Regions from separate parts of the Macaca mulatta genome. Here region 1 is linked to region 2. A link is a contact called in public Hi-C data. All regions are on one chromosome and are shown on one strand. Each heading gives the region's core, a stretch centred on a gene start, on an enhancer-like site or on the middle of the called end of the contact. The rest is flanking DNA. Distances are from core to core; before and after follow the strand shown.

Evidence for each region. A called contact is a pair of places that touch in the nucleus more often than the background predicts.
Region 1: a Hi-C map of cortical neurons shows a contact between it and region 2, with 7 times the contacts expected there. The contact joins the promoter of DTD2 here to the promoter of HEATR5A in region 2. A contact is called at or near these places in 3 of 14 Hi-C or Micro-C datasets (CD4 T cells, cortical neurons and fetal cortical plate).

The regions. Positions count from the first base shown.
Region 1 is chr7:104,573,571-104,576,982 of T2T-MMU8v2.0, reverse strand. DTD2 (D-aminoacyl-tRNA deacylase 2) reads left to right here and starts at 1,969. Exons shown (of 3, transcript NM_001194671.1): 1 at 1,969-2,196. The coding sequence starts at 2,086.
Region 2 is chr7:104,536,951-104,539,980 of T2T-MMU8v2.0, reverse strand. It overlaps HEATR5A (HEAT repeat containing 5A), which reads left to right and starts at 1,301. Exons shown (of 37, transcript XM_077940876.1): 1 at 1,301-1,480.

The DNA.
Region 1 (3,412 bases), core at 720-3,219, 36 kb before region 2:
TAATTCCCTATCCATATGGTACACTTTCAGTATTGTAGGTGTTTGAGAATTATCTCTGCTCAATGATTTCTCATACAATCACAAGGCAGAGCTCTCTTACATTCCAGTGAACCACCATCTTCTTGTAAAGCCAACTTAATGCTATGCTTTGCCTTTAGTTCCAACTTGAAACAAATTGTACAAACTACAGCACCTCATATGTACATACAATGAACATAATTGTTTTATAACAAAAATTGAAGTTATATATTTGTGAAAACTTTGCTGCATACTATATCATCTCAGCACTCTAGGCGAGAACCACTGCCTTACCTGTTTTCAATTTCCCCCATTGTGGCTTACTGACATAATTCTAATTTCTTTATTCTTAATGCTTTAATTCACATTTTACTATTTTATTGCATGCATGTCCTTCCTTCTTAAATTATTTGTAGAATGAAACTAAGTGTTCAAAAAATAACATACAGAAAGAAAATGCTGTCTTTGGTGGCTACTCTCTATTACCTTCTGCAAATAGAAGTAAAAAATAAATGAGTCACAGCCTATTACTGTACCTACAGCAATGTCCACGAGATCCTCACTCAATAGGAAGGTTTAAAGTAATTAGTGATTTTTTAGAAGCTAATCATTACCATCCATACTCCATCTATTCTACTCATAGGAAGGGTTTCCCAATTTGTTAAAGACACCCTCACTGTAGAAAGATCTCTGTGAACCATATACCCTATTTTCAATAGACCTCCCTATTTCCTGCAACCACATACAAACGGACACCAAAGTCTTCTCTTATTTTGGGACGTAGTTAATGGTCTGTATGTCAAAGTTTCTTTCAGGCCTGTAAAATCTGAATCTGAGAGACGGAGAGAAAAGAGACTCAGTAGTTATAATGACATAAAGGTGCAAACGTGAAGCAATTCAACTTGTCTGTGCTTTGCAGACAAATGTCAACAAATGTTGGAATCCTTGCAATGCAGCAATCAGAGATCATGTGACATTTTGCTTTCTGTTTTTACTAAAAGCGTAAACCTGGCTGCAAGATAACCAGCAAACAAGCAGCTTCGATTTTGTGTACAAAGGACTGTTGATTATACATGGATTATTTTCTTCAGTCACACTACTTTGTATGGATAGCAACACTGTCAGTGATGTCATCTTTTTAAACAACAGATCCGAATGTATAGGCACATTGTGTCAACTGGCCCAAATCAATGACCTGGGTAATGCAATCAGGGTAACACTATTATTCCTCATCTAGACCATCCAAGCCCATAGAAAAATAAATGCTAATCTGATGCATGTTTAAGGAATACGTTACATGGGAAAGAAAATCAAGCCCTTGTTTAGTTTTATTTACATTCTCATATGTACTTCCAGAAAACGCATCACAGAATTTACATCATATGCATCAGAATAAACTGTTTCATTTTTGTATTAGTAGCGGGCTAAGTTATTAACAATCACACTTTCTTGGATAAGAACATTTTTAACAAGGATATCTCCTAAAGAATGTGTATTCATATAGCATACCAATACCTTTTCACAACTGTGGAATCAGAATGATTTATAGCATTCCCGATAGAGAAGGCAGCATTGTTTTATTGATTGGAATAAGGAAAATTGTGAAGGATGTATATATAGCTTTTAGTTCCATCTCCGCTTGCTCTTTGATTCAATTATTTGTTTACTCACTTTCATATGGGCATAACATGAATTTAAATCAAGCAGATTTAAAATTTTTCAACAGTTGGAATCTAAGCTTTCTGAGGTGAAAAATGTTTCTTAAAAGGTTTGTAGGAAAGAGATCTAACGAGTCTTTTCAGTCGTTTAATAAAAGTATACACTGAGCGCCTTTTGCAGAGTTGGGCAGGAGCTGCGGAGCAGCTTAGCGCTACGCCGCCCTCCAAGATCGCACATCCGGGACATCCGAGAGTCGGGCCGAGCCCCCGCCCCTAGAAGGGCGGGGCCACTGGGCGATCGGGGCAGTCCCTTCGTCGTGCCCCGCCCCGTCTGCGCCGCCTGCGCGTCGAGGAAGGGGCCTGCGACACGCGGCCCAGTAAGCGTCCGGCCGCGGCGCGGGCCTAAGCCATGGCTGAGACTAGCCGGATGCTTCAGGCCCGGGCGCTCCTGCAGCAGTGCCTGCACGCCCGGCTGCAAATTCGCCCAGCCGAAGGGGACGCCGCGGCCCAGTGGGTAGAGGTAACGTCAGCCCGGCAGCTCTCGTTATCCTCCGGCATGCGGGGCGGTTTTTTCCGCGTTATCTCGGTGACCCGTCTGCTCTGTGACTCTCTCTGAGACCGGCGGTCCGGCCGCGGGGATACCCGGTCAGCTTGACGCTGGCCGCAGTGGCCTGCCTGGCTGCGCTTGTCTTTTCGGTCCTGCATCACCGTTCCCCAGCGCCAGTTGTAGCCCCCGAGCGGAAGAGCGCGTCTCCCTTTTTGCGGGGACCACGGGGATTTGAAACTGAGTTCGGTGGACTTCGGGCCTTACTGTCTCAGACCCCTTGTAGCTCGTGGCCTATGCTGGTCGAGGGCAAGCTTGTAGGTCAGGTTTGCTGCAAGAGTTCATGATCTGCTTTAACTTACGCCTCAGATCGCGTTGAATTCCCCCTTATGTTGACTTGGTCTTAGCAAAGACATGAGATTTCCTAAGAAACAACTGTTTTTCAAGAAGCCTTTTAAAAATTTTGACCTATTTCCAACTGAGAAAACAAAGACCACTACTTTTATAACAATGTTGCATTGTTATCAAACACATTTCTCCAAAGAATTTAAAACATTTATGTCACTATGAGTTCCTTATACTTTCATACATACTTTCCTTTTTAAGACAGCCTGCCCCCACTGCATACAAAAACAAATAAAATTTTCTTTAAGGCCTCTGACGTAGTTTTGAAGTACGTTGAAATGTAAGAAAAAAATTAGTTCGTAATTAAGACTTTTGTAGACACTCAGAAACTTCAGTGTAGCAAAATCTCATTCGCTCATCTTTTCTGCTGAATTCGGTCCCAGATCTAGCATTAATTAAAACAATGTTAGTTATTTTATATATTTTTTATTTATTTATTTATTTTTTGAGATGAAGTCTTGATCTGTCGCCCAGGCTGGAGTGCAGTGGCACGATCTCGGCTCACTGCAACCTGCGCCTCCCAAGTTCAAGCAATTTTCCTTCCTCAGCCTCCCGAGTAGCTGGGACAACAGGAGCAAGGTACCACGCCCGGCTGATTTTTGTATTTTTAGTAGAGACGGGGTTTCGCCATTTTGGCCAGGCTTGTCTAGAACTGACCTCAGGTGATCCATTTGCCTCAGCCTCCCAAAGTGCTGGGATTACAGGCCTGAGCCACCGCGCCCGGCCTACTTATTATTTTAAATAGTACCAGTGAACTATTTGATATGTGGGTGATTATTCTAAAATC
Region 2 (3,030 bases), core at 52-2,551:
ACTCCAGCCTGGGCAACAAAGGAGGCCCTGTCTCAAGAAAAAAAAAAGAGAGAAAAGAGAGAAAGAAACAGATTATAAGTCATTTAACAAAATAGAAACCTCTGGATCCATACTAATTAATATAAATACATTAATTGAAGATAAGAAACAAGATATCTACAAATATCTTGAAAGAGTTTCAGAGTCTCCCTCACAAAATACTTATTAATTTACAAAGGGGGGAAAAAAGTAACCACACTGGAGAAGCCTAACAGACATCACCTTATTAAAGTAAACATCTGTAATGAGAGAAGTTAAATCGTGCCACCTGATAGGATGCCATGAGAAGAAAGCAGCAAGACTTCTGAAGTCCTGTCATACCTAGCTGAATGTAATCACGAGTAAATATCAGACAGACCCAAAGTGAAGGCCATTCTACAAAAATAACTGGCCAGGAATCTTTAAAAGTGTCAAGAATATGAAAGGCAAAACAAGACTGAGAGTTCCAGTTTGAAGAGTAGGAGATACATAAGTAAATACTATGCTTGATTCCGAACGGAATCTTTTACCATAAACAACATTATTGGGACAAAATTGGTAAAACGCTGAGTTACGTAAATGTTTTGATTTTGATGGTTATATTGTGATTATGTAGAAGGTGCTTAGGGACAATGTGGTATGGTGTCAGCAATTTAATCTCAATTCAAGAAAAAAAATGTTCTTTGTACTATACTTGCAACCTTTTTGTAAGCTGGAGATTGATTCAAAATGAAACTTGAAAAATGACATTTAAAACGCTGGGTGTAGTGGGAAAACGCACATGACTCGAGGTAAGAGGTTGTTAGTCTCAGTTCTGCCACTGACTTAGTATGTGACCTTGAGCAAGTCACTTTACCTCAGTCCTCAGAGTCAAGGCTCTCTAGGATCTCTTCCACGCCTAACATCTACACCCACGGCACTGGCCCCGCCTGAATTTCTCCAGGCCCTTTAGATGTCCCAGAGCTGCACCCGAAGACTCTGGCTTGCTATAAAAACAGACAAAAATAGTTGTGGCCGGATCTCCGGACTGAAAAACCGCTGTCCTAATCCTAACTTGGGCCGCAGTCTCCATCGCTTTTTCGACGGTGAAGCAGTCACGCCTGCCAGAGTGGGCGCTCGATGGCTCGGCGGCCAGCTGGTGGGGCCTTGGACCAGCGGCGCGGCGCAGGGCGCGCTCCCAATCGCTAGCTCCCGCCGTACTCGCGGCTGCGAGCTTTCCGGGCACGCCCCGCGCGCGCCCCGCCCACTTCACTGCCTCGCTGTCGCCGCCGCCGGCAATTCCAGATTCTGCTAGAGTTAGCAGAGCAGGCGGTAGCGTTGCGGGACCGGGACGGGCGCTGAGCTCAGGAGGACCCCCCAAAGGCAGGCAGTCGGGAATCCGGAGAGCGTTGACACCTCCGGGCGCGAGGGAGCTGTCTGGGCTGCCTGTTGGCTGGGAGGGAGGACGGACCGGGGCCGCAATGTGAGTTGAGCTCTCGGGGATCCCGAGGGTGGTCGCGGCAGCGATGTGATCGCGAAAGAAGCCGGTGGGAGAACCGGTCGAGGGGCCAGGTGTCTTGACCCTAAGGGCTGGAGTCCGCCAAGGAGGGGCTGATTGGGGCACGGGGTCGGCTGATGAACGGCGCCGTCCGTCCTTCCTCCTGGGCTACGGGAAAGTCTGGCTTCACCTGTGCACAACAGGTAGGCATGGACTCTGCCCGCCAGCGGGAGACGGGGTCGCCGGGCGTGTGGGGAAGGTCAGGATGTCGGAGCCCGCCCCGCCAGCTCGCCGCTCCCGGGACCCCGCCCTGCGGTGTCCGCTGCGCCAGTGGTCAGCCTGGAGCTGGAGCCCCGGCCCGGCCTTCAGGCGAGCTTCCTTAGAAGCCCGTTCGTTTTCTGCAGGAACCTTCAAGGAGAGTTCCCAGAAGGGAGCAGTGGAGAGTGTGGATATTTGCCTTCTGTTTCAATTCTCTTCAGGAAAGAAAGCTTTTCCTGGGGTAGCATTTGCTTAGTGTGAGGAAACATTTTCTTTCACCCTACTCTCGGCCAACGCGGCGTTATTTCAAGTGATTATAAAGTCTTTAGAAACTTTATAAAGCGTTTTATAGTGCCTGTTTATCACAGTAATGGATACCTCTGGCAAGTTGGGATAATTTTCTTGACTGTCAACTCAGATAATAGTAAAATAGCTTGAGCTCCTACATTAAAGGTCATAGTTACCCATTGTTTTTATGTGCATTCATTTATTGAACAAATATGCAGCACTTTTTTGGGGGCTAGGCGCCCTTAAGGAATTTACAGCCTGAAAGACGTTAAAAGTTTAAGGAAGAATAAAAGGGGCCCACAAGTACAGTTAAGAACTTCCAGAGAAAATACTCTCAGTGAAATTAGTTAAGCTCTAGGGAAAGCAGAAGTGTGGTTAGAATTGAGCATTAGTTGGATGAGGAGAGGAGAATTTTGTTTCATTTTCCAAACATTTTAGAAAGTATGTCTTTGAGAAAGTGATCTTAGATAAAGTATCGAAGCCGAGATTTGTGTTACATTTTAATACCATTGGCTTTTTTTTTTTAAACTGGTAAGCAGGCAGGATTTATGATTTAAGAATAGTGACAGTTGGAGAATACCGTAGTATGGATTTGTTGTGCCTTGGAATGCAGTTGTTTTACCTAGATAACTAGAAAATAGGAGAGTAAGACTCCTCACCTGAAAGTCAGGAGACCTGAATTCTAGCTTAAGTTCCCTCCACTATTTAAGGATGTTAGATTAGGTCACTTTTTTATTATTATTCATTATTGTATCTGACTTTAGTCACAGAAAATACATGACTCCAAAGTACCTTTTTAATTCTTAAATTATTAATTAAAATTAACTACATTAAACTAATGAATATATTATCTACAGAAAAAAATTACTTTTTTACTTGTCTTTAACCAATGCACTTACCTTTCTTCCTGCTTTATTTCAAAAAGGTTGAGGCAGTTTATAATAATCTTTCTTAACTATGAATAACATAAGGGTTAAATTCTGGATTTT